Linked DNA regions of Mus musculus: regions 1, 2, 3, 4, 5 and 7 are each linked to region 6. The links are chromatin contacts, called in public HiChIP or PLAC-seq and promoter capture Hi-C maps. All regions are on one chromosome and are shown on one strand. Each heading gives the region's core, a stretch centred on a gene start, on an enhancer-like site or on the middle of the called end of the contact. The rest is flanking DNA. Distances are from core to core; before and after follow the strand shown.

Region 1 (3,545 bases), core at 182-2,681, 650 kb before region 6:
TCGCTGTCTGCAGAGGGGTAGGTGATTTGGGGAGTCGGGGTGGGTGTCCCCTAAGGTCTAGGTGAAAAGGTCGTAGGCAGTTCTCCCAGTGGCCATGGGAGCCATTAGCAGGTCCTTCAGCAGCTGGAACGTCCCTGGGTTTGTAAACTGGAGACCCAGCCTGCCTTGGCTTCTCCCTAGGGGCAGCTTATCTTCCTGGTAGGTTTTTTGTGTGTACTTGTCTTGGTTTGTTTGGACTTCGTGTCTTTCTTGAGACTCTTTGGAAATGCTTTTTGGGTGTGAGTTTTGAGTCAGTTGGGATGTGTTTGTAACCGGGTGGTGAGACCGGAGACTTTACTGTGACCTGACATTATCCGGGGACTTGGCAGGTATGGGGGGGGGGGTGGCGTTGGAGAGAGGTAGGAATGACAGGTGGTGCTGAATGGGACGGAACACCTCCCACACTCCCACACTAGCTCTGTTGTCCTCCCTGCCTCTATCTCTCCGGTCCATGGCTCAGCAGCTCTCTCCGTTCATTGTCTCCTTGTATCCCTGGGTCATGCGTTCCTGTGCTTTGGGCAGTGTCTTTATTTTTCAGGGCGCCTATCTATCTTCCTCCCCCACCCCCACCTCGTCTTGGCTCCATTTTGCCCTTCTCCTTGCCAGAAGCCAGACTCTGCGGCTTCCACCAGGGACCGAGCTGACTGACTGGGACTGAGGGAGGCTTGCCTGAGAAAGACTGCAGAGTTAGCCTGGATGAAGCAGGGATCCCAGGGGGATCCGGAGCTTGGGGGTTTGAATCTCAGGGATCCTGAGAAGACAGGAGGGAGCTGCCAAGCTGGGGAGAGGTTCTGGAAGAAGGGAACAGAAAAAAGTTGAGACTAAAAGAGTGTGACCGGCTCTCAGACTTGGGGCGCGCGGGGATGGGGGGAGTGATTTAGGTTGGGATCCGGAGGAGGGGTGTGTGCCAAATGGTGACAAATGGGGTGGAGTGTGAACCTAGAGGGTCTGGCTAGACAGGTGAGCCCGGCTCCCTTCCCCCAGCCGGGCTGCAGCTCTCGCTCCGGTGCTGGGCCTGTGGGAACCCGTTCCTTCCTGCGTGCCCTGGGGCCGCTTCTCCGTGCTTCTCTCCCTCTCTCCAGGAACCGAGCCCAGAAAAAGGGGAGGAGGGACGGCGCCAACTCTCCCCACCCCCGAGCCACCGCGCGGGGTCCCTAGGGGGCTTAGCGGGCCCCTGATGGTGCTGCTGTACCCCAGCATCGGGGTGGCGGGGGATGGGCGTGCGGATCACCTAGTGGAGGCTACGCGCTGGGGAGCACTTGCAGGGCGGGTACCGCACTAGGAGAGGAGCGAGGGGCGGCGCCGGGCGTGGGAGCGCGGGCGCCGGGGCGGGAGTACCGGCGGGGGACGGGCGCGGGGAGGCGGCGCCTGGGCGCGATCCGGCCCCGCGCTGGCTCCTCTCCCCGGAACAGGCCCCCGACAGCTGCTCGCGGGAGCCGCCTCCCGACACCCGAGCCCCGCCGGCGCCTGCGCTCCCCTCCCGCGCCCCGCCGCCGAGGAGGCCCCAAGCCGGGGCCTGACGCCCGGGTCCGCCCCGGAGAGCCATGAGAGGTAGGGACTGAGGCGGGGACGAGCAAGAGGCAAGGGGAGCGGGTTGGGGAACCCCAGTTATGTTTGCTGCCCCGGGATTTTGACTCTCCATCCAAAGCAGAGGGTCCTGACTTTCCGAGAAACTATTCCGAAAAGAGAGCGAGGACCTCTCTTTTCTTGGGTGAGGGGAGAACCTAACTCCAAGAGGACAGGTGCGCGCATATGTAGCCCACTGAGTCATCCTATCGGTGCCTACCCCTCAACCTCCGGTGCCATGCTTACGGACATGCTCGGTTAAGCTGCCCAGGCCAGAGGGAGCCAGCCTGACGCCCAACCTACCAGACCAGCCACGCTCCGTGGTTGCCGGGTTGTGCCAAGAGACGAGGTCACCGCCCAATGAGCAACGCTCCCAGGCTCCCTTTCTGGCCAGGCAATTCTTTTCAGCACCCCCTCTCCCAGCCACCGCCCGGCTGGCCTACAACTGAGTGGCTGAGAAGGATGGAGGTGTGTCCAGACTCGTGTGGCACTCACTGTAGGGACAGGTCACACACAGTAGAATGCTTGAGAACAGGGAGAGATGGTCCTTGTTTTTCTTGCTGTTCTTCCCACCTGAGTCCCACCTGTTCCTGCCTGCTCTTGGCTTCCCTCTGGCTCAGTCACTCTGGATGTTTGGGGGTGGGTGGCTCCGTTCTCTGAGGATCCTGTACCTCAGGGCCTGCGTGTGGCTCACTTTGTCTTCTGATTATAGGAGCTTGTGTCTGCCGTTTAGTATTCGCTAAATGGTGAGATCTGACTTTATAGATTACCTCGGGGTTTGTGGCACACACCTGTAATTAGCCTCTGGTGATAAAGAACTGAAGGTCAGCCTTCCTTGGCATCGTAGTTGAACTTGAGACCTTGTCTCAAACAAAACAAAACAAACAAACAAAAACCCCAACCAACTATCTTGCTGTTAGGAGTACAGGTCTTTAGTTCCAGCACTCGAGTGGCAGAGGCAGGAGAATCTCTCTGAGTTCCAGGCTAGCCAGGGCTACACAGTGAGACAACAAAACCCAAGCAACTAACCAGTCCTTCTCCCCGCCCCAAAGCAACACAAAGAAATCAAACGCACACACAGAAGATGTCAAGATCTGTGTGGAGTGGTGCTGGCTTCGGCAACACATATACTAAAATTGGAAAGATACAGAGAAGACTAATGCGGCCCCTATACAAGCATGACACGGAAATTCATGAACGGTCCTTAATTTTTAAATGATGGAAGATGGAATTTAATGGAGGAGTTGTCTTTAAAGCTACTTGAGGTCCAGGTAATACTTAATAAAATTAGACAGGCGTGGTGGTGCACGCCTTTAATCCCAGCACTTGGGAGGCAGAGGCAGGCGGATTTCTGAGTTCAAGGCCAGTGTGGTCTACAAAGTGAGTTCCAGGACAGCCAGGGCTATACAGAGAAACCCTATCTCGAAAAAAACAACAACAAATAAATAAATAAATAAAAATTAAAAAGACCCCAGGGAAGAATGCAGGGTCCAGGAACAACAACAAAATCCTGGAGACTGTAGAGTCTCTCATGTAGACTATTTATCTCTCTTTTTGCAGAAAACGGGGGTGGGGGTGGGGCTCAAGGTGCTGAAGTGAGTTGAAACAGCCTTTCCAGGATATGAACGTCTTGGTGCAAAACTGAACTCCATTCTTTGAATCTAAACAGGATAGCGGCATACAAGAAAAAACAAAAAAGATCTGTACAGAGTGGATAGGAATTGTGTGAGCTGGTCTTGGTGGGACACAGGCCAATAGGGTGTGCTGAAGAGGCAGGAGGGTCAGGAGCTAAAAGGAAAAGAAATGAAGAAAGGAAAAGGAAAATGTCTGTGAGAGGCAGTAAGGCGCTAGTGGTATGTGAGCAGGATACATTTAGCGTTCACAGTGGGTTTAAGTCCCCTGTGTGTATGTATGTGTCTAGAGCTGGGATTGGGCGATGG
Region 2 (3,517 bases), core at 562-3,061, 820 kb before region 6:
TTCCTGCTGTCTGGAGCCTTCCGTCCCAGAGTGCTCTGGTGGGAGGGGGGAGGGCCCAGAGCAGAGGTTCTGCTGGGCTCTCAGAGGCCTGCTCTGAGCCTCCGCCTCCTCCTTCTCAGCCTCCTCTTCAGCCTCCATACCAGAAGGTCCTGGGTGCTTCTCTGAAGATGCTGGAGGATCTGGCTTCTGAGTTTGTGTATCTATGTCCCAGGTCGTCCGTTCTCGAGCCTTCCCAGAGTTTAGGGTCCATTTCCAGCTTTCAGTGGGTCTCTGCTCAGCAGTCTCCACTTCGCTCGAGGTGATGTCTTGAACCTCCTTTGTCACCGGAACAATCCCTGAACTCAATTTCTCTTCCTCTCTCCCACACCCTTCCAAGTAGTCTTTCCTCTCTTCACCGGACTTCAGCCTCCACTCTGTGGCCTCCAGCTGTATCAAGCTCTGTTTCTGGGGTTCTCTTGAGTCAAGATTCCATTTATGGACATCTGTCGGGCTGGCCTTCTGGTCACCAGGCTCCCCAGGGCTCAGAATGCTTTCCAACACCTCCTTTCTCTTGGGACTGTCATCTCCAGAACCCGCTAATCTCAGACTCTCCTCTGGAGTTTCTCCAGGGCTCAGCCTCCATTTCTGAGCCTCTGCTGGTCTGGAACTCAGGTCTCTGGCCTCTGCTGGGCTCTGCCTCCAGTCTCGAAGAGACCTCGAACTTGACTCTTGGGCTCCCCCTATCACCAGCCTCCTATCTCTGGACTCCCGGGGACTTAGCCTCTCTTCTCTGGACTCTCTTCCCTTAGGACTCTGATCTCTTAAATTACCAGGACTTGATCTCCTTTCTAGAACCTCCAGAGGCCCAGCCTTCCTATCACCAAGCACCTCGTTTCTCTGCTGCTGCTGCTGTTGCTGCTGCCGCTGTCGCTCCTGTTGGATGAATCGATTCTGATGTACTGGTCCAATAGCCTCCAAAAGGACAGCAGATTCATCTGGGTCTGGAGGTCCAGCCTCAGCATTCCCAGGCACAGGGCTCCCCTCTCCAGGAGGCAGGCCCAACTTGGCTCTGCGTCGTTCCAGGATTCCCCTCTTCCAGGCTGGCATCTGGGACAAGCGATCCCGTTCTGCTTTCTCGCGGCCACGAACCGCTGCCTCCTCCTGCCTCCGCCGGGCTAGCAACTGTAGCTTCCAATCTGGGATAGCGGTCATGGTCACTGGAAGTGAAGGAGAGAGTATTGGGGGACAGGAACAGGAAGGGTAAGCTTCAGAGGAGCCCGGAGACTGAGAATGGGGGTTGGGGGAGGAAGTGATGCGGGAAGGGACGAAGAAGGGCAGGAGGGGACAGTGGAATTAAGAATGAAGATAGAGGAAGGCCGTGAAAGGAAGGACAGCAAAAGAGTCAGGAACTGAAAAACTGAAGAGAAAAGCTGGGTGCCAAGTTGGGGGTGGGGATAGTGGGAGAGGAAGAGTCGAGATTCCGGGCAGAGGCAGAGCTAGATTGGGGTTTGTGGGCACCAGACCGTCCCTAAGATATAAGAAAGGGGAGAGAGGAAAAGCAGGAGAGAGAGAGGAGCCGGAGGAGCCGGGGCTGAGAAGTGAGCGGATTCAGTCAAGACTGCCTCCCCCGGTACGCAGGGGGAGATAAACGGGAAGAACAGGGAACCAGACGGCGAAGGGCGAGGAGATCGGGCAGGAGGTGAGGAGGTGAGGACAGATGTAGAGGGCAGAGGTCCAGGGTAGAAGGGGAGACCGGGAAACAGGCAAGGGCGCCGGCGCCTCTTCGCACGGGGCCCCCGCAGCTCCCGGCTGCCTTCCCGGCTGCGCTCGGCCCCGCCCCTCAGTCCGGCCCCTACCCCACTGTCTTTCCCGCCCCCGAGGCGGGTCAGGGGAAATACCCTCCTTGGGGACTTTTGGTACCCGAGCAAGTGTGCAGCCCCGTACATTCCCAGAACCCTGGCGTCCAGCCGCGTTCAGTCCCTACAATCTCGCCGGCCTCCCCACCGGATACGCTCCAGAACTCGGGCGCGACGAGGACCCACATCACGCCTCTGCTGTCTTCCCCAACCAGGGAGCCGGCTCTCAGGGGACCTTGACCCAAAGGGTTGTGCACCAGAGGGAACTGAAGGGACAATCTATGCAAAAGGGGAGACACTCCAGGGAAGATCTGGAGCCAGGAGGCACTTCTCTTAAAGTGGGAGCCACATAGTCAACTTACACGCCTCGGGGTCCCTAGGAGGAGGTGCAGTGGAGTCAGGCGTCGGGAGAGAGGAAGAGGAGGAGAGAGGCGAAGGGAGATCCGGAGGGAGGGAGGGAAACAGAGGAGGAGGGAAGAGGGAGCCTAAGAGGAGGGACGGAGACGCAGACTGGGGGCCAGGCGGGGGCGGCGACCGCTTTGTCTACGGACAATGGGGCGAGGGAAGGGGGCGCAGGGAGGAGCCCGGCGAAGGGCGGGGCTTCGCTGCCCTCCTTCCCGCGTGGACTCTGGTGGGACTTCTCTCTTGCTGTGGCTATCCCCTCGCTCTCCGTTGTCTGTCTCCAGAGACCTTCACCCGCTTCCTTCCTTGCAGCCCCGAAGAAGCGGGGTGTCCAGACCCACTTCTCCAGCTGGCCGACCCGGGGCGGCGGCCCGTGACTCAGGCCCCCTGAGGGACATGGGGAGGAAGCGGCAGCTGCTTGGAGTCGGACCCGCCCTTCCCATCTCTCGCCGCTCCTCCCCACGCTTTTTCTTTCCCTAGCCAGTCTTTGTTACCGTGGCAGAGAAGGCGGCTGCCAGGCCCTGGGGTCTGAGGCAAAATGGCTTTGGGAGTTCGCTCTCCTCCCAGAGAGTTATTCTGTCTCCCGTGGGTTCCCTGATTTATACGCGGAGAAACTAATATTTGGAGGGAACAGGACTGGACGACTGAGAGATGGGGCGGGTCCATGGGGTGTGGCCCCAGCCTTGCGATCGTTTTAGAGTGCTCGGCTATCACCGCAAAAACTAGGTCTCATCTTCCTTCCCACAATTGGTTCTGCGGCTTGAGAGTCATGGACAGACAAGTGGATATCATATGTATAAAATTTTATTTTTTCTGCAGCGCATATCCTTTGGGAGAGCAGGGAGCCCTGAGTCAACCCGAGTTAAAATCGGGAGACGTCGCCTTAGGAGACCACACAGAGCTGTAGGGAAAGACCTAAGGAGAAACTAAGGCAGGAGTGGGGAGGAAGCACAGCCGCGGTACAAAAGAGCCACTACTTATAAACTTTCAGATAGGCCCTGACATAGCTCCCTGAGGTGGAAACATGGAAGGGAATCCCTGAGGTGCAGAGCCAATAACAGTGCCAGGGGAGTGAGTGCTCCCCAGTGTGAGCTGAGGTGCTCCCCTGTGTGAACTGACCCAGTGTGTGTGGAGGTCATGCTCTAAGAGAAAAGGAGACTCATGAGTTTTGTAACCATTCTTGGCTGGTGAGAGGCGGATCTTGAAGACCAGTGGAGGAAACTTTGAATAAGAATTCAGGATCAAGATTCAGGAACTGAGTTCTCCAGCAGGAGAGGGCA
Region 3 (3,555 bases), core at 56-2,555, 930 kb before region 6:
TGACGCCGGTGTAGACCGGTTCTTAGGGGACCTAAAGCCCCCCGAGCCGGTAGGACAAGCTCTTCTTCAGCCGACCCAACTTCTCCAGAGGCTCCATCTTCCCAACCGCGCGCCCCAACCCCGTCCCGGATGGGCCTGGAGGTCGTCACAGCGCCCTGTGGCAGCAGCAGCAGAAGCAGAAGCAGAGTTTCCCATCCCCCACCCTCCACCCCTCCCCGTCCCGCCGCTGCGGGAAACCCCCACCGTGGCAGCCCACGCGGGATCGCGAGAGCCCACCCACCCACCCCCCGCCCGCGGTGCCGCGGCACAGCCCTCCTCCAGAGCTGCGCAGCGGCCCCGCCCCCTCCCTGACCTCGCTTCCGCTCCCGCTTGTCCTGCAGCTGCTTCTTCTTCTGCTTCACGCTGAAGGGCTTCTTCCTCGGCATGGCCCCGGAGCCCCGGCCCGCCCTCCGCCGAGCTCCCCGCCGCCGCAACTGACTCCCCGGGGCAGCCCCCGCCGGCGGCCCGGGGCCCTGGGGAGGCGGGGCCGCGGTGACGTCAGCAGCGAGCGGCGGGGAGCGGGGAGCGGGGCGGCGGGGATGCAAGCGGCGGCACGTGAGAGTCCGCGGGTCCGGGATGCACGGTGCGGCGAGCGGGAGACGCGCGTGGGAGGCCCGAGCCGACTCCGTCACGGGCGCTACCAAGTGGCAGTCGCGGGAGGGGGGACGCGTGTCACCGCCGCCCGGCGCTCCCGGGAGCTGCCACTCACCTGGCGGGGGCCGGGCGACGGGGCGAGGACACGCCCCACCGCGCGGCCGCCTGGAGAGGATGGCCCCTGGCGGGAGAGCCGGGACTGCGCTGGCTGCCCGGTGGACTGGCTGCCCCGTGGACTGGCCTGCGGCAACAGGACTCGGTAAGGAGATTGCGGAAGAGGCAGGTTCACTGGCCACACGTGCGAGCGCGGGTGAGGAGGAAAAGCGAGCGGGACAAGGACTTTTGGAGAGAGGTCAGAGAGCACGGAGTTGTGGCTGTAGTTGTTGCCATGGTAACTGGGGCCCGGATGTGGCGACCTTAGGATGCGACAGGCCTCTCGCGTGCCGCCAGAGTCCCGAAGCCTGTCCGGTGTCTCACTGGAATGGGGTGGTGCTTTCCCACGTGGAGAGGAACTGCACAAGGGGGAGCAAAGCTTCCCCACGCGCGCGGCGGGGTGAGCGAGGCACCTTGTAGGAGCGAACGGCCGCGGCACATCCACGACCTCCCGGAAGTGGCATGGTGGGCGCCTCGGTCACCCGGCCCATCGCCCACCCGGAAGCGGAAGGAAAGCTAGTGTGCCCCTTCCTCACTGCCCTCCAAATCTTGCTGCAGCCATTGCCGCAGCCGCTATGCCGAAACGAAAGAAGCAGGACCAGCCGCCGCCGCTGCCGCAGCAGCAGCAACATCTCGCACTGTCTGAGCGGGACGAGCCTGGAGATGAGGAGGATGAGCGCCCCATGGGTGAGGGGCAGGGCGTGCACACGCCTGTCAGCCGGCCAGGGGGCTAGGATAGAATGAAATGCGGGGGAGGAGGTGCCAACGGAAGGAGGAAGGGCGCACGCGTGGAGGTGGGGTGGGACGTGGTGGGGGAGGGATGCTGGTGGAACCTGGATTGAGGGCTTCGCTTGCTTGAACCCTCAACCTCAATCTGGCTCCTAATCCTTTCTGGAGAAGGCAGGGGAGGTGGCGGCTCGGCTAAACATCTGGCTTGCGCAACCGCAGAATGGCGGGGGGAGAGGGGTGGCAGCGATGTTACAGATTGTGATGATCGGGAAGACAATTTGTGACCACACTTCCACTGGTTAGGTCAACCTTCTGTGAACTACTCCCCCGAGGGAAGGAGAGGAGAAAAAAACTATGATGGGCCAACAGTTAAGGTGAGGGATTGGGGTACGTGGAATCACTGGCATGTTGTGGATGCAGCACTGTGAGGAAAGAGCTGTTAGAGACCTCTGTTACCCTCTGATGGACTCTCAAACAACTCTGCAGAGGGACGGGCAGATGGACGGGGTGAGAGTTTGCGGCACTGCTGAGTGGATATATGACTTACCTGGTTAAAAACTGAGTGTTATAAGACCACGTAAGGACGAGGTGATCAGTCCTTTGCACCGTTCTGATGGCTGTTTTCTCACGTCTGCTCTTAGGACCACCCAGCCTTCTGGGCCCTCCCCCCATGGCTAACGGGAAGCCTGGTGATCCCAAGTCAGGTGAGGAGAAATTGGGCCCTGATTCATGTTTTAAGCCCTGGAGAAGGGATGGACCCCTAAAGACTTAAACAAAAGCCCAGGGATTGTGTGTACCTAAATGAGGGATCATATATTAACCGTTTGGAAATACGGTGTTGTCAAAATGTTACTTTCCTTCCAGATTAACTCCTAGGTCTGTCTTTATTTGTGTGTAGAAATAAATGTTCTCCATTATAGAGGCTCTAAATGGGACACTACCAAGACCAAAGTGAGAGGGCATAGCAAGATTTAGTGAAAAGCTGCAGTAGCTATGACATTGTGGTTTTCACAGAATGTCAACATAAGTTCTTAACATGTGGAAGGATCAGGAGTTCCTGGCCAGCCTCTCCTGCAATAGCAAATTTGAGACCGGCTAGCCTAGGCTACATGAGACCCTATCTGAGTGCAATCGGAGGCCTGTAGATATATGAACACAGAATTCTGTGTAAAGATGAAATCAACGAAGTGGTTCTGTCAGTAAACAAAGTTGTCTCAATTGGACTTTTTTTGTGTGTAAAACTATGAACTTTGACTTTGTAATAGTCGTACCAAATAAAAACACCAATTCTAAGCAGATTGTAAAATAAACATTCTTATAAAAAGTTAACCATGTCTCATGGTCTTAGAGTAGGTAAGCGTTTGTAAACAGCACACAGACCAGGCATACTGGCAGCAGGAAAGCTCAGAGTTCAGTGTTACCCTGGCCTATATAAGACACTGTCTATAAAATTTAAAAGTAGCCAGGCTGTGGTGGTGCACGTCTTTGATCCCAGCACTTGGGAGGCAGAGGCAGGCGAATTTCTGAGTTCAAGGCCAGCCTAGTCCGGGCTATACAGAGAAACCCTGTCTTGAAAAAAAAACAAACAAAACAAAATCTAAAAGTAAAATGAGGAAGAACAGGAGGAGTGGTACTGTGGGAGGTGGTCCAGTTGATGAAGTATTTACTTCAAAAGCATGAAGTCCTGATTTCAGATCTTAGCAACCATGTAAAAAGCAAAAACCTGGGCCCAACAGTGATAAGGCAGAGGTAGACAGACTCTAGGACTTGCTGGCTAGCAAGTGTAGTTGAATCAGAGTGTTCCAGGTTCAGTGAGACCTTTCAGCCCCTGGCACACACAGACAAAAAGCACACACACATATGTTAATCATAAAGGAAGTATTTATGAATGAACTAAATCAATAACACAGACTTATACTAATCAGATAACACTGCTAACTAGATAGACATGGAACCACATAACTACTATGTATAGTATGGAGCTTTGTTACAAAACTAAAAATAAGCCAAGCCTGGTAGCACATGTCTACAATTTTGAAG
Region 4 (3,189 bases), core at 357-2,856, 860 kb before region 6:
CAGCCTTAACCACATTTGTCATTGAGTCATCTTCTGGCCCATCTGTAGGCTCTGTCATTCCATGACATCTCTGTAGTGGCTGGACATCCAGGCAGATACAGGTCAGGGCCCTGGGGCATTAAATGGTCAGCTGTCTCTGTGTAGAAGACTTGCTGCTGTGTGGGACGCTGTCCAGGTTGACGTTTCTCTCCGTAGGGGTCTGTATGAAGCAGCACAAGAAGCTGACCCAGGCCATCCAGAAAGCCAGGGAGTGTGGTAAGTGAGAGCAAGGGGCAAGGGTTTCTGAGGTGCTTACGTGCTCCCATGTCTATGAGAAAGTACTCAGCAGACTCCTAGTTTTTCCACGTTGGGTGAGTTGCTGGACTCGGAAGTAACAGCTGTAGGTTCCAGGCTACTAAGAGTACATATTGAGATGATCTTTCAGGAAACACAAGGAAGGAACATTCCTTCTTCAGACTACTCTGTCTCCTGAATCTTGACAGTCTTGTGTTTCTTGGTTCTGACCTGGCTTATACAGCACCTTTGCACGGATGAGTGAGGAGGGAGAGCCCATGCAGTGCCCTGCCTGTTCTCTGTCTCCTTGGCAGGGTGTGCTGTGTATGCGCTGCTGGAATGTGCTTGGTGGTTATGACTGGTCCCTCGACTTGTAGTGCCTTTTTCTTGTCTTGAGTCTGACCTGCCCTTCCTCATCCACCATTATTTCCTTTAACCCCGTAGGTCTTCTCAGTTACTACGTCCCCCAGGTTGAGCCCCGGGATGCTGACTTTGGTACTGTGCATGGAGCTGTCAGTGTGACTCCACCAGCCCCCACACTGTTGTCAGGTGAACCTTGGTACCCATGGTACAGCTGGCAACAGCCACCAGAGAGAGAGCTGTCTCGCCTTCGCCGACTCTATCAAGGAAATCTCCTAGAAGAAAGTGGCCCGCCACCTGAGTCGATGCCAGAGATGCCCACTACACCACCAGCAGAATCCTCCATTGAGCAGCCAGGCTCCCAGAGTGCTTAGAACTTGTGACCTGGGGAAGTCAGACCAAGGGAGTACTGTCTAGGGCTACGTGGTATCCTGTGTCCTGCAAAGGGTTCTGTTTTGTGACAGTGGCAGACCCTATAGGGAACTGGCTGGCATGAAGAGAACAAAGCACATTTGACGTTGAGGGGGACTAGATGTTTATGGGTAACTGGTGAGGACTTACATATAAACTGGAGACTCTTGTGTATGCCCTTGATGGTGTGTCCCTGATTTAAACCTCCTGGCTCAGCTTTTATACAATAAAGCTGTGTCTCTTCACCCGTTCTTGACTCCCTTTGGGCTGTCTGTTCAAAACGTGGGTGTGAAGTCTATGAGGTGGGGTGGGAGTGTGGTCTACCCGCAACTCCAAGGGGTGTGAGACTGGTTCTTCTGAAGGTTCCCTCAGCTGTTCACTGGGAGGGCAGGATACTTGGTTGCCCTGGCATCTCAGGGGCACAGACCTACAAAAGGAGAACTGTTGCTAGAGAAAAATGGGGTTTCCCAGGCACTGTGAAACCATGGTGGGGGCGGGGCGAGCCCTCGGGGCGGGTCCTAGAGATAAAGACTTACCGGCCCTCTTAGCGGAAGTGACGTTGTGTGGGGCGTGTCTGGTCCCGCACAATGGGCCATGGAGTTCCCGTTCGATGTGGATGCGCTGTTCCCGGAGCGGATCACCGTGCTGGACCAGCACCTGCGGCCTCCGGCCCGCCGACCCGGAACCACAACGCCGGCCCGGTGACATTTCAAACCCGACCCATGGCCCTTCTGTCCCGGTTCCTCTCCAAACCTGATCCAGGAACCACGCCCCCTTCTCACTGACTACTGGCCATTTCTCCTGCGGTCTTACTTGTGTTTTGGTGACCTTTGACCCTGGATCTAGCCGGGTTAATAGACCTACATCTGTAACCTTTCACCATCTGGCCTAATGTGGCCTCAACAAGAGGCTATAGTTGACCCGCCCTTCCTACCGCGTCACAGTAACCTTAACACGGGAGCTGTGAAACCAAAGCTTGGGATCTGGAGGGGTGAGGTGAGGTGGGAGGTGAGGAAGAGTTCCAAGCAAAGTCAGAGACCCTGTGGAGGAGCCTGGGTGGGAGCCAAGCAGGCTGCCAGGAATGACTTACACGATGCTGTAACCTAGCGAGTGTCTGACCGGGCCCCTCTCTCTGTAGTGTGGATCTGCAGCAGCAAATCATGACTATTGTAGATGAGCTGGGCAAGGCTTCTGCCAAGGTACGGGGCGCCTCTAGGAGGAGGAAAGGGAGATGGGTGGCAGATAAGGAGCCAAACAAAGTAGATCTTCATCTCTGCAGGCGCAGCACCTCCCTGCACCCATCACCAGCGCTTTGAGGATGCAAAGCAACCGGCACGTTATTTACATACTGAAGGACACCTCAGCCCGACCGTGAGTCTTACTGTCATTATTCCCTGTGAATCAAACTCTTCTTACCTCCCTTTTACAATCTCTCCCAGACAGTTGCTCCTGCCTGGTTCATTATTTCCCCCATCCCACAGGGCAGGGAAAGGAGCCATTATTGGTTTCCTCAAAGTTGGATACAAGAAGCTCTTTGTACTGGTGAGTGTCACTGCAAACTAGCCATTTGTAAGCACTGGTGTCAGAGAAGAAATGGGGGCGGGGTGGGAGACAATGAAGAAGATGCATGGCTCCTAATGAGTATGTGTTCTTGACCTCTTAGGATGACCGGGAGGCTCACAATGAGGTAGAACCCCTTTGCATTCTGGACTTTTACATCCACGAGTCGGTGCAACGGCATGGCCACGGGCGAGAACTTTTTCAGCATATGTTACAGGTACCCAACAACCTTTACCGATTAGTCAGAATAGATCTAAAAGGCTCTTCACCCCGAAGCTCTAGGAGGCCCTGCTCCATGGCCCACAGTTGGTCCCCTTTTCTCTGTATTCCCTTACCAGGCTCCCAGTATCCTGCTAGCATGCTCCTCCTACAACCCCTGCCCCCAAGTTTTCCGTTTTCCTGCAGAAAGAGCGAGTGGAGCCCCACCAACTGGCCATTGACCGACCATCGCCGAAGCTGCTCAAGTTCCTGAATAAGCACTACAACCTGGAGACCACAGTCCCACAGGTTAGAGGCTCTGCACCAACCCTGGAGACGCCTGGCTAAGTTCTACCTCGGGTTGTTTCCATGTTGTTTTAGACTTAC
Region 5 (3,210 bases), core at 605-3,104, 810 kb after region 6:
CCCCACCCAGTCCCCATGTCATGTCCCACCCCCATCTGTCCCCCACCCCAGTTTTCCCAATCCCCATCCCTAACCCCCTTGTCTTTCCTCCCCATTATTCCCCCACCCCTCCCTCACCTTGTCTCCCCATCCTCACCCCCTGTGTGCCCCCTGTCCCTGGTTCCCCTCGTACCTGTCCCTGTCCCCCACAGTCCCTGTGTCCTCCTTTCTCCCCCATCCCCATCTTCCCTGTCCTCCCCTCCCCCTCCCCTGTTATTCTCCCCCACCCCTTATCTAACACGTGGTTCCTAGGGATTGAACTCAAGTTGTCAGGTTTGGCAGCAAGTGGCTTTAACCACTGAGCCATCTTTCGGCCCATTCTATGTTTCTGAACACTACACTCATGTTGAAGGCAAACTTGGAATGGTATTCATGGGGAAGAAGAGGAAGGAGACGGGACAGGAAGAGAAAGACTTCTTGTGATGACAGCGTGCTGTGGCTCAGTTCTGTGCGCTTGAAAATGATAAAGCAGGCAGACCTCCATGAAGCGGCTAAGCTGCGACTTGAAGGATAATGAGCTGTGGGTCTGTTTATTCCTAAGCTCAGCAGTCTCCTCCAGCAGTGCTCAGCCACCCCCTGAGAATGACTTCCATGACCATCCAGGCCCCTCTGAGGGCCACTGAGTTCAGACGAGGTGCCAGCCTCCAGTCCCTCAGCATGTCTACCCTTCTCTGTTCCCTCTTTACAAGCTAAAGAGAAAGTATATGGGGTTTTCATCATCATCTAAAACTCCGTGCTGTTTTTTTTTTTCCCCATTTGTCAAATGGACGTGATAAACTCAGAGCGGTTTTTGTTCTCCGAGAAAACGGATGCCCCTCCTAGGCTTGTTCCTCTTCTGTATTTAATGAGACTGGCGTTAGAGGGGAGTCTTTTCTTAGCATATCACATCCTGTTTTCTGCTCACAAGCCTGAGTTTTCATGGTCTAGCAACGCTGGTGTTTGCATAGCCCGTCTCCCAGTGAAAAAACAAGCTGTACACAGCAACCTGAGGCCAAAGATAACTAACATACTCAACTTGTCTGAGCTCTCAACTTCACTCACACCTCAAAACTTCTCAGGACGATGCTGAACGCTAACCAGGAGCTTAATAGTTGGAGATGTGATTTCCAATTTCACCAGAAAGCCATAAAAGGAGTAGATGCTCGTAGAGAAAGCTCAGCTGCTCAGACTCCGGCTTTCAAGGTTCTAGTGTCTGATGTTGATGCACAAGGAGCCCAACAGGGGAAAATGTCTCCTTCCTCCCTCCCTCCCTCACTCCCCTCCTCACTCCCCTGGTATCTGTGTCTTGGGTGTGAGAAGACCTTTCCAGGCAGTTCTTTGTGGGTGCTGAGGAGCGCATGAGCTTCCTGGTCAGTGGGGGGGTGGGGGGGGCTCTTTTTTTTTTTTTTTGGTTTGTCAAGACAGGGTTTTTTTCTGTGTAGCCCTGGCTGTCCTGGAACTCACTCTGTAGACCAGGCTGGCCTCAAACTCAGAAATCCACCTGCCTCTGCCTCCTGAGTGCTGGGGTTAAAGACGTGTGCTACCACCACCTGGCTGGGGGGACTCTTTAAAGTCAGAGCCACTCTAGTCTGAGACTTTGGTCCACAGAGAATGGGGAGAGTTAGCCCCGTGCCAATTCCAGAAAACCACACCCAGAATCAAACCCCTCTCTTCTTACCTGGGGAGTCTCTGCCTTCAATCATGAAGGAATCCAGCCTCATGAGGTTCACCAACAGAGCCACCACCCAGGGGGCCCTCCCAGCGCCCATTCTGGAGGGGACAAAGGGGCAATGAAGAGACTGATACACCTATTTAGAATAGAGCTGTCTTCCACACAGCTGAAAAAAAAAATAGATAGGTAATTATGCAGCCTCCTTCACACTGTTAACCAATCAAGAGCGAAGACTTTGCATCATTTGTTGCTAGGCAGAACACTTTGCTAACACTGTGTGATAAAAGCCAAGAACTGGTTACCTGGAGAGTCAGTGTTGGCTGTTGAAATGTGGGAAAATGGACCAGCATCGGGAGAGAAAAGTCTACAGAGTATGAGGTCCTAGAACAAAGTAGGTTGTTTATTGTGTATTCTGCTGCCTTCACTTAGTAGGGTCCCTGAATTAGTCTGACCAACAGGTCTCCCTTCCTAGAGAGTGACTGACATTGACTGCAGAGGGTACTGAACTATGTAAATAGCTTTGTGGATTGTAGCTTAAAGGGGGTTGATGGCAGCTCGTCAGCAAAAGCAGAAGACAGGCTGTGCTGTGCCTTGTATGCCAAGCAAGGAGAGGAGGGAAGAGGAAAACAAAGACAGAAAGACAAACAGGAAGGCATAATTCTCAAAAGAATAAAATCGTGCAAATATACTCATAAAGACAGAATAGAAGGAAGCATTGGGGACCAAGTCAGTAAGATGGTGGGATGGGATTCTATAGAACACATTAGCTGGCAGAACGAGTGTAGCCTGAGCTACAGAGTGAGACCCTGGCTCAAAATGACAATAATAATAATAATAATAATAATAATAATAATAATAATAATAATAATAATAAATGACACTGTGCTGAAAATATTATGGGAAAAAGTATAAATTAATCGATTAATTGACCTCTGCTGCCTTGGTCAGGTTTCTGCTGCCGTGACGACCACCACAGCCAAAGCTACTTCACAGTAGCTTAGAAGGAGGCTGAAAGCTATTGAAGGAAAGGGCTTATTTCACCTTACAGCAGCTTATGTTCCATCACTGGGGGAGGTCAGGGCAGGAGCTCAGGGAGGAACCTCGAGGCAGGAACTGAAGCAGAAGGGAGCTGCTTACTGGCTTGCTCCACATGGCTTGCTCAGCCTGCTTTCTTAAACTGCCCAAGACTCTACCTCCCACAGTGGGCCAGGCCATTCCTCATCAATAAATAGTCAATTAAAAGAAAATGTCCTCTAGACTTGCCTAAGACAATCTGATGGGGACATTTTCTCAATTGAGGTTCCCTCTTCCCAGATGACCTAGCTTAGGTCAAGTTGACAAGCACACACACACACACACACACACACACACACACACACACACACATGCACATACACGTGCATGCATGCACAAAGTAAAATTAGCCAGTATACTTACCAAGATAATGTAATGATGTATATATTATGCATGGAATTTTATCCTATTGATATGTTTGTATACATGCATTTTAGCATCTAAGC
Region 6 (3,530 bases), core at 390-2,889:
CTCTATGCTGACCCTTGAGATCTGCACCAGAGCCTCTTCCCACTGATAAGAGAGATGGCTTCCATGAAGCCTTATTTCCCAGACACCTCCTTTTTTCCCTCTGGTCAGCAAGTGGCCAGCGGGCAATCTGCTCACAGTTAGATCGCTGGGAGAAACTTTAGATTCAAACAGGTTTGGCTGCCTCTCTTGGCTGTCTTTATGGCCGCAGCTGCTCTGATCATCACTATTGACTGTGGCTGCCTGAATTGCTACGCACACACAAATGCGTTATCTTGCCTTTATTTTCCAGGCTGCTCTGTCCTGGGATCACCCAGCAGTGCTCCTGGATTTGAAGCCAGGACTGCATTAAAAAAAAAAAAAATGTAGACTGCCATCTTATCTCTGAGCTCCCACTTCTTCTTTCTCCAGCTCTTCTTTTCTTCTGCTGCCTTCTCTTCCTGGGTCTGATCCCTTCCTCTTCTTGGTAAACCAGTCCCTAATCTCTTCATACCCCAGAATGGAAGGTGTGTCCCTCTCTGCCACTCCCCAGAGCTGTCACCAATAACCTCTTCCAGGTTTCCATAACTCCATTGCTCAATAATTTGCCAAGAGTAACCATTAACCCAGCCCTTAGACCTGCTCCCCTTTGGAGATGATTTTTCCAGTCGCTGATCAGCAGAGCCAGGTCACCTCATGCCATTTCTGAACCTCAGGCAGGATCTTAGTTTAGTGTAGCTAGGACAGTTTTTAAAAAATTATGTGGTGTGTGAGTGTGAGTGTGAGTGTGTGTGTACAAGCAGCACAGGTATGGAGGACAGAGGACAATCTGGGTACAAAATTGAAGGTACTTTTACCTGCTAAGCCAGCACTGAAGTTTTTGTTTGTTTGTTTATTGTTTTGTAAAGTATGGTTTTTTTTCTTTCCCTCAGAAACTCCTTCCTTCTCCTTCTTTCCCATCCAGATGGATCATCAGTCAGAGATACCCTGTGTCCTTAGGGGTGAGAGGACTGTAGTATGGTTGTATGTGTTCTAATTAGGTCTACTTTCAGAATTTAGTGTCTTTCAGATACTTATACTTCCTCTTCAGGGGTTCCAAAATAATCAAGCCCCGTGTTGCTCCTGTGGTTGGTGATCATCTCCTGCAATCAGGAAACAGGCAAAGTAGGTCTGAAACAGGAGTTAGTTCTTACTTCCACTTATTTATTTAAAACACTCATGTAGCGCTTACTTTGTTTGCTGGGCACTGTTCTGAGTTTTTTATAAATATTAACTTAGTGGGTACAAATATTAACGGAGTTGTTGCTGTTGGCACAGGTTGAATTAATGTTGCTTCTCTCCACTCTTCAGGAAGGAGGAAGACTGCCTCTGGCCCTTTAAGGTCGGCCTCCGGGCTCTGGCCTTCTCCACCGTGGCCCAGACCCTTTTTCCAGGCGGGGACCTTAGTTTAGGGCGGGCTCCGCCCAACATCAATCAAAGCTCTGCGACACGGCTGCTTAGCAACGGCAGAGGGCGGGAATTTTGAACACTCTAGCACCGCCCCCAATGCAAACGGACCAATCGACATCTAGCGTCCTCACCGCCTTCCCGTTGGATGGCTAAGCAGACCCTTTCAGCCACTAAGGGGGCGGGGCGAGCGCGCGCGGCCCACGCCTACAGGCTGCAGGCTTGCGGCGGTTGGTCAGGGAGGTGGATCGTCGCGGCTGAGGTGACGGAAAAGGCGGGAAAGTGCTGCGAATTGGCGGCTCCAGTGGGGTGGGGGTGGGGGAGGGGGTGGGGGTGGGTCAGGAGAGCGCGCTGCGGCTGTAAGGGCGTGGGTGGCGGGAGAGACTTGACGTGACAGCGCGCTCCGTCAGAGCTTCCAAAGCACGGCTTCGAGTGACAGGAATGAGGGTGGGACAGTAGCTCGGAGCTGCTCCCAACCTAAAGGGGCAGCCCCCGCGCCTGTCCCCTGAAAGCCCGCGCACCAGCCGCCTGCTGAATGCTGCTTTTGGACCTCCTTCCCCTCCCATGTCCTCAGAGTCGCCGAGCCCATGGCTTTCAGAGCGACCCCAGGCCGGACGCCGCCGGGACCCGGACCCAGATCCGGAATCCCCTCAGCCAGCTTCCCCAGCCCTCAGCCCCCAATGGCGGGGCCTGGAGGTATCGAGGAAGAGGACGAGGAGGAGCCCGCCGAGGTGTCCGCGGAGTTGGGAGGGCTGGGAGAGGCTGAGCCGACCCCGTTTCACGTTGACTAAACTCCCCATGAGTGCCTATCTCCGAGATTTGGTTAAATGATTAATAATAAGGGATGACCAATCCATGCCCTTCCGAGGGATTCAGATATCGATCCCCTTTCCTTCCTCGCGGGACAGATCCATCTGTGCGTGCTGTGGAGCTCGGGATACCTGGGCATTGCTTACTATGACACTAGTGACTCCACTATCCACTTCATGCCAGATGCCCCAGACCACGAGAGCCTAAAGCTTCTCCAGAGAGGTGCGACAGAGCCCTGCATTCCTCTCCTCTGGGGTGGGACGTGTGTTCACTCATACATCCTCATGTAGTTTATAGTCACCTGATTTAGGAATTACTTATTCAACACAACTTTATTAGGTACCTACTGTATGTGAAATGCTACAGATTTTGTCCCTGGCAAACCATGATTTTAGTGATAGTTTCCAGGACACTCTTGTTCCTTCCCACCGTGCCTTTACTAAGTCTCCTCCACTGCGCTCCCAGTGTGCAGACCATCCCTTACAGACATAAAATAACTTTAGTTTGGTTTTGGTTTTTTTTTGAGACAGGGTCTCACTATGTACTATGTGGCTCTGGTTTATCCTGAAACCTATTGTGTAGATCAGGCAGATTTTGATTTCATGGAGATTCCCCTGCCTCCCAAGGGCTGGGGTCAAAGGCATGTGTCACCATGCCTGGCTAAGATGATAAATTCTTGAGGAGAACAGACAGTGGCAGGAAGAGAGCCACCACTTTCCTCTTAGTCACAGTGGAGATATCCTTCGACTCATCAGGCACCTTCCTTCTCTCTTCAAGTTCTGGATGAAATCAACCCCCAGTCTGTTGTCACAAGTGCCAAACAGGATGAGGCTATGACTCGATTTCTAGGGAAGCTTGGTAAGGATTGCATAGAGAAGGGGAAATGGAAATAGACTACTAAATCTTTGGCTGGGAGGGAGCATGGGACAATGACAGGCCTGAACTGTACAAGACTGTGGCCTCTTGCCTCCACAGCCTCCGAGGAGCACAGAGAGCCAAAGGGACCTGAAATCATACTTCTGCCAAGCGTGGATTTTGGTAGCTCCTTCCTTTTATGTTACCAGCCCCCATCCCAGGGCCTCTGTCCTTTCTCTGAAAGGAGCTCCTATTATCAGAAACCTTGCCTCATGTACTCTTATCTGGAAGCTGCTTCCCACACCCCATCATGAGTCTCCCCGAGATCTCTCCTGCACCTTTACTATCTTTAGTACAACTTACTGAGAAACTATGGGGTTAGGTATGTGAGGAATGGGGGAGTGGAAGAAAATGGAGAGATGATACTCTTAAAAACAGTTTTG
Region 7 (3,461 bases), core at 745-3,244, 850 kb after region 6:
GATGCTGCAGACACGGAGATGCGTTCCCCATTCCGAAGATAATACAACCTGTACGATCGATCGAGGAGGAGGAGGAGAGAGAAGGAGGCCTCAGGGGCGGCAGCTACACCTGCATTCATTTTCTCCCATAGCACGAGGGAGCAGGGATTGTAGAGATGAGTGTTTGGAAGGTATGGACTTGTGGGACGGGACATAAGAGTAAAGGAGAGTTTGGGAATTTAAAATCTCTGATCCGCATTTTAAAAGCCTAGTAAATGATACCACCCTGCAGGTTAAGTGACTGCCAGATTATCTGGTTTATAAGCAGGGACCCAGGCTAGGATTTGGGAGATTTTTAATCACATGAAGGAGATATATATATATATATATATATATATATATATATATATATATATATATATCCCTTATGGTTGCTAAAATGGATCACCCGATGGGGGTGTAAGTGACCTGGGACATGGTGGGGACGGGGGAGGGGCTGAACAAATGAGATGATAAAACCGGCCTACCTGCACTCCTTGGCCAACAGCCTCTCCCAGTACTGGCAGTCGGCTGCACAACCAGACATGGTGCCAAGCAGGTAAGGGTTAATCTCGATCACTTTGTTCATCCTTAAGGAGCCTGGAAGAGTTTTGAGATCAAAGAAATGAGCCCACAGCTCCCCACCCACCCCTCACCCCCCATCCCACCCCCACCCTCAGTGTGCTATAATGCCAGCTCTGTCTGAACTTCGGCCCAGGCCTTCTGCTCTACTGAGGGAACAGCTCCACGAGTCGGACCATTGGAGCACACATGGAGCACACATACTCACTAATGTAACTCCCTGCAGTGGCCCTGGAGTCCACAGCCACGATGACGCCATGCTGGAACTTGAAGGCGAGTGTGGTTGTGCCGTGGGCCATCTCAATTTGAACATTCCTTTCCTGGTCACCACCAAAGGACCTCAGGAATGCGGTGGGCTAAGAGATGCAAGAGGCAGAGGGGCACCTCAGTGCTAGGAGGCTCCTGGCAGGGTGGCAGAGTGAGGAGGGGTCTGCAGACTCTAGATGTCAGTAGCTCCGAAGAAAGAAAAGCAGGATTTAAGCCCACCAGCTTTCTGCTTTCCAGCACGTGGGAACAAAGGTCATGGTAGGCGACTTCAAGGTGTTTCCTAATCCGTGGCTCCTTTGGTTCTCGAAAGCACATTTTAATAACTTGCTCTCATTTTACAGTAGAGGGGCTTGAGACCTAGGCCATCTAATGTGTCGTAGGACACACAGGGTGGGTTGCTGAGACCAAGTAAGGCCACCAAAGTTCATAGGTCTTCCAAGACAACTGTACAGCCCCTGTAGTAGTTAGCAGTGAGTCTGTGGAAGGCATGGTGGTCTGTGCACTGTGTCTTGGGATTGGCACCAACCATCTTCTCAGTCTCGCTGTCTCAACTCCGTGCGTGACTCTCTCTCCTTCTGTCCCTCCCCCACCCCTTTCTCCCGCCTTCCCATGCCTTAATCTCCACGTTGGTTCTTCAGGGCTAGCCTCGATGCTGCTCTCCTGGACGGCCCCTCCTGGCGTCCTCACCTCCTCAGACCCAGGCAGACACTCCTTCCTCTGTGCCACCCACCACCACCCACCTCCTGCATCTCTCCAGAACGCCCTACAGTCCTCACCTGCATTCCCCGGGGAAGTGCGAGCTCCGGAGCTTGCGCGGAGAAACTGTAGTGTCCCGGGTCCGAGCGACCCCCGCTTCCCGCATCCAGGGCAGCCCACTCGGGCCGCTGCCCCCGAGCGGCACCGCACAGATCCAGTAACGCCATGACCACTTGGCCCCGAAGATCCGTCGACTCTGCGACAAGGAAGTGAAAGCGAAAGCCACAGTACCAAGGGGAGGGAACCAGTCCCCCACCCCCATCCCCTGCCCTTTCCGAGTAGAGCCCAGTTAATGGGTGTCTGAACTAAAACAATGTGTTGGGGACGAGTTTTCCTGCTGCCACATCAGTGAAACCAGCTAGAGAATGGGCTGTGGGGTGGAAGAAGAGGTGCGCCTTCGGAGGCCGCCTAGCAGTGGGGTGCGTGAAGACCCACAGGCGGGGGACGGGGGGGGGCATCTTCTGGGAACAGCGGAGGACTGAATAGGGTCCTATCTCCTAAAGAGGTTGTCTAGAACGTTGGAACCTGAGAGGAGTATTGAGCAGATCCACCTAGGCGTGCGTCCTGGGGATGGGGGCAGCACTCAAATAAATGAGCATCATTTTATAGAAACTGGAAAATGCGATAAATGGATGCACAGGGGTCTTTAGGTCCTGGGACAACCAGGAAAAAACGGAGAAAGACGAACCAAGGAGAGGACTCAGTCGGGCCTTTTCATGTGTCCCTCCTAGGGCCCCTCTTGGTTCAACAGTCTCACTACCCTGAGCCACCCACGAGGACGCGCCCTTGCCCGGGGCTGCTCACGTCGCGCAAGTCAGGGCTGCGCGCTCCTTCCTTGAATCCTCAACCCCACCTCTTCTTTGCAACCTTTATGGACATTATCTGCCCAGGAACTGCTGACGTCACACACCGGGCCCTCCCTGAATGGAAGAGATTTACTGGCTAATCCTATCCATTTCATTGAGATTATCCCGGCGTGTGCCGCTGAGGAGAAGATGAAAGAATCTGAACGGGCGGGCGAGGTTATCCAGTCTGATTTTCTGGGGTCCCCACCCGCGGCGCTACCGCGCTTCCTCCAGCCTCAGCGAGGAAGAGAAGGACTCCAAGATGCAGTTGCTGCTGCCTTGGGGTGCGGAGAGGGAGGGGCTGCCGCCCGGTCCAGCTCAGCACTAGGAGTCCGTGGGTGAGCAGTAAAGAGAAATGAGAGCCCCAGGAAATAAAAGCTGATGGACCCAGAAGTAAAACAGAATTCTGAAGAAGAACGGGACACTGTCCTGGGGGGGGGGGGGGGGCTGACTAACTCAGCTAGGACTTTGCGGGAGCTAAGAAACGGGAGAAGCCACAGTACAAAACACCAGTTTTATTACAAATATCAAACACCCATAGAACACCCAAATGCCAGCCTATGCCTTTGGTTAATTGCAAGCTGCTTGTCCTTTCTCTCTGTACACTTTGGGCGTTTCTTCTCATTCTATCACAACGCCACATAAACCAGGTTTGTGTGTGCATGCTGTGATACAAGCTCAGCACCGGGAGGGTGGAGACCGGAGATTTAGCAGCTCAGTGTTGGTGTGAGGTACCTGAAACCCCGTCTAATAGGGAGCGGGTCGGGGAAACACATTCGTGGTAAATTCCGGGTATCTCCTAGAGTTTACATTTTCTCATGTAACAAGCACCTCCGCTCCTCAACTGTCTCCGTGGGTGTGGTAATATCTTTGCTCCCAGGTTCTCTGTCACACAGAGTAGAGGACAGGAGGGGGACAGCACGCAGTGTGCAGTCCAGAGGCCTTGTCAGTCTGCAGGAGCCGCAAGAGCCTCTACCATGGCCCGGTAGCACC

Evidence for each region. Promoter capture Hi-C pulls out the DNA fragments that hold promoters and counts their contacts. HiChIP or PLAC-seq counts read pairs in DNA pulled down with a chosen protein or histone mark.
Region 1: a FOXA1 HiChIP or PLAC-seq map of pancreatic cancer cells shows a contact between it and region 6. The contact joins the promoter of Ddr1 here to the promoter of Msh5 in region 6. A contact is called at or near these places in 1 of 39 promoter capture datasets (cranial neural crest) and 1 of 115 datasets of contacts at active chromatin or transcription factors (pancreatic cancer cells).
Region 2: a contact with region 6 is called in a FOXA1 HiChIP or PLAC-seq map of pancreatic cancer cells. The contact joins the promoter of Ppp1r18 here to the promoter of Msh5 in region 6. A contact is called at or near these places in 4 of 39 promoter capture datasets (the C10 cell line, the HPC-7 cell line, cranial neural crest and 1 more) and 2 of 115 datasets of contacts at active chromatin or transcription factors (bone marrow-derived macrophages and pancreatic cancer cells).
Region 3: a contact with region 6 is called in a promoter capture Hi-C map of cranial neural crest. The contact joins the promoter of Prr3 here to the promoter of Msh5 in region 6. A contact is called at or near these places in 1 of 39 promoter capture datasets (cranial neural crest), 1 of 484 Hi-C or Micro-C datasets (B cells) and 1 of 115 datasets of contacts at active chromatin or transcription factors (pancreatic cancer cells).
Region 4: a promoter capture Hi-C map of erythroid cells shows a contact between it and region 6, with 8 times the contacts expected there. The contact joins the promoter of Atat1 here to the promoter of Msh5 in region 6. A contact is called at or near these places in 3 of 39 promoter capture datasets (cranial neural crest, erythroid cells and frontonasal cranial neural crest), 1 of 115 datasets of contacts at active chromatin or transcription factors (pancreatic cancer cells) and 1 of 9 other capture datasets (liver).
Region 5: a contact with region 6 is called in a promoter capture Hi-C map of liver, with 3 times the contacts expected there. The contact joins the promoter of H2-Ob here to the promoter of Msh5 in region 6. A contact is called at or near these places in 1 of 39 promoter capture datasets (liver) and 1 of 9 other capture datasets (macrophages).
Region 7: a contact with region 6 is called in a promoter capture Hi-C map of pre-B cells, with 2.1 times the contacts expected there. The contact joins the promoter of Psmb8 here to the promoter of Msh5 in region 6. A contact is called at or near these places in 3 of 39 promoter capture datasets (cranial neural crest, liver and pre-B cells), 1 of 484 Hi-C or Micro-C datasets (B cells) and 2 of 115 datasets of contacts at active chromatin or transcription factors (bone marrow-derived macrophages and memory CD8 T cells).

Annotation. Positions count from the first base shown.
Region 1 is chr17:35,698,476-35,702,020 of GRCm38.p6, reverse strand. Ddr1 (discoidin domain receptor family, member 1) reads left to right here and starts at 1,431. Exons shown (of 18, transcript NM_001198833.1): 1 at 1,431-1,590. It overlaps LOC115488883 (a small nuclear RNA gene), which reads left to right and starts at 2,712; the gene lies at 2,712-2,818.
Region 2 is chr17:35,864,909-35,868,425 of GRCm38.p6, reverse strand. It overlaps Ppp1r18 (protein phosphatase 1, regulatory subunit 18), which reads right to left and starts at 1,811. Exons shown (of 3, transcript NM_175242.1): 1 at 1-1,811. The coding sequence starts at 1,191. It overlaps Nrm (nurim (nuclear envelope membrane protein)), which reads right to left. Exons shown (of 4, transcript NM_134122.2): 4 at 3,026-3,517.
Region 3 is chr17:35,977,045-35,980,599 of GRCm38.p6, reverse strand. Prr3 (proline-rich polypeptide 3) reads left to right here and starts at 1,305. Exons shown (of 4, transcript NM_145487.4): 1 at 1,305-1,473; 2 at 2,157-2,219. The coding sequence starts at 1,362. It overlaps Gnl1 (guanine nucleotide binding protein-like 1), which reads right to left and starts at 645. Exons shown (of 12, transcript NM_008136.2): 1 at 353-645. The coding sequence starts at 425.
Region 4 is chr17:35,908,485-35,911,673 of GRCm38.p6, reverse strand. It overlaps Atat1 (alpha tubulin acetyltransferase 1), which reads left to right and starts at 1,606. Exons shown (of 13, transcript NM_001142744.1): 1 at 1,606-1,745; 2 at 2,183-2,243; 3 at 2,324-2,415; 4 at 2,526-2,586; 5 at 2,708-2,821; 6 at 3,010-3,111. The coding sequence starts at 1,639. Mrps18b (mitochondrial ribosomal protein S18B) reads left to right here. Exons shown (of 7, transcript NM_025878.2): 6 at 196-255; 7 at 718-1,294. The coding sequence ends at 1,007. Gm16279 (predicted gene 16279) reads right to left here and starts at 1,939. Exons shown (of 2, transcript NR_167681.1): 1 at 1,581-1,939; 2 at 1,154-1,471.
Region 5 is chr17:34,237,549-34,240,758 of GRCm38.p6, reverse strand. H2-Ob (histocompatibility 2, O region beta locus) reads right to left here and starts at 1,854. Exons shown (of 6, transcript NM_010389.3): 1 at 1,697-1,854. The coding sequence starts at 1,787.
Region 6 is chr17:35,044,854-35,048,383 of GRCm38.p6, reverse strand. It overlaps Msh5 (mutS homolog 5), which reads left to right and starts at 1,639. Exons shown (of 25, transcript NM_001146215.2): 1 at 1,639-1,684; 2 at 1,997-2,153; 3 at 2,331-2,454; 4 at 3,010-3,090; 5 at 3,208-3,270. The coding sequence starts at 2,010.
Region 7 is chr17:34,196,728-34,200,188 of GRCm38.p6, reverse strand. It overlaps Psmb8 (proteasome (prosome, macropain) subunit, beta type 8 (large multifunctional peptidase 7)), which reads right to left and starts at 1,994. Exons shown (of 6, transcript NM_010724.2): 1 at 1,644-1,994; 2 at 809-956; 3 at 507-618; 4 at 1-48. The coding sequence starts at 1,790. Tap1 (transporter 1, ATP-binding cassette, sub-family B (MDR/TAP)) reads right to left here. Exons shown (of 11, transcript NM_013683.2): 11 at 2,964-3,461. The coding sequence ends at 3,415.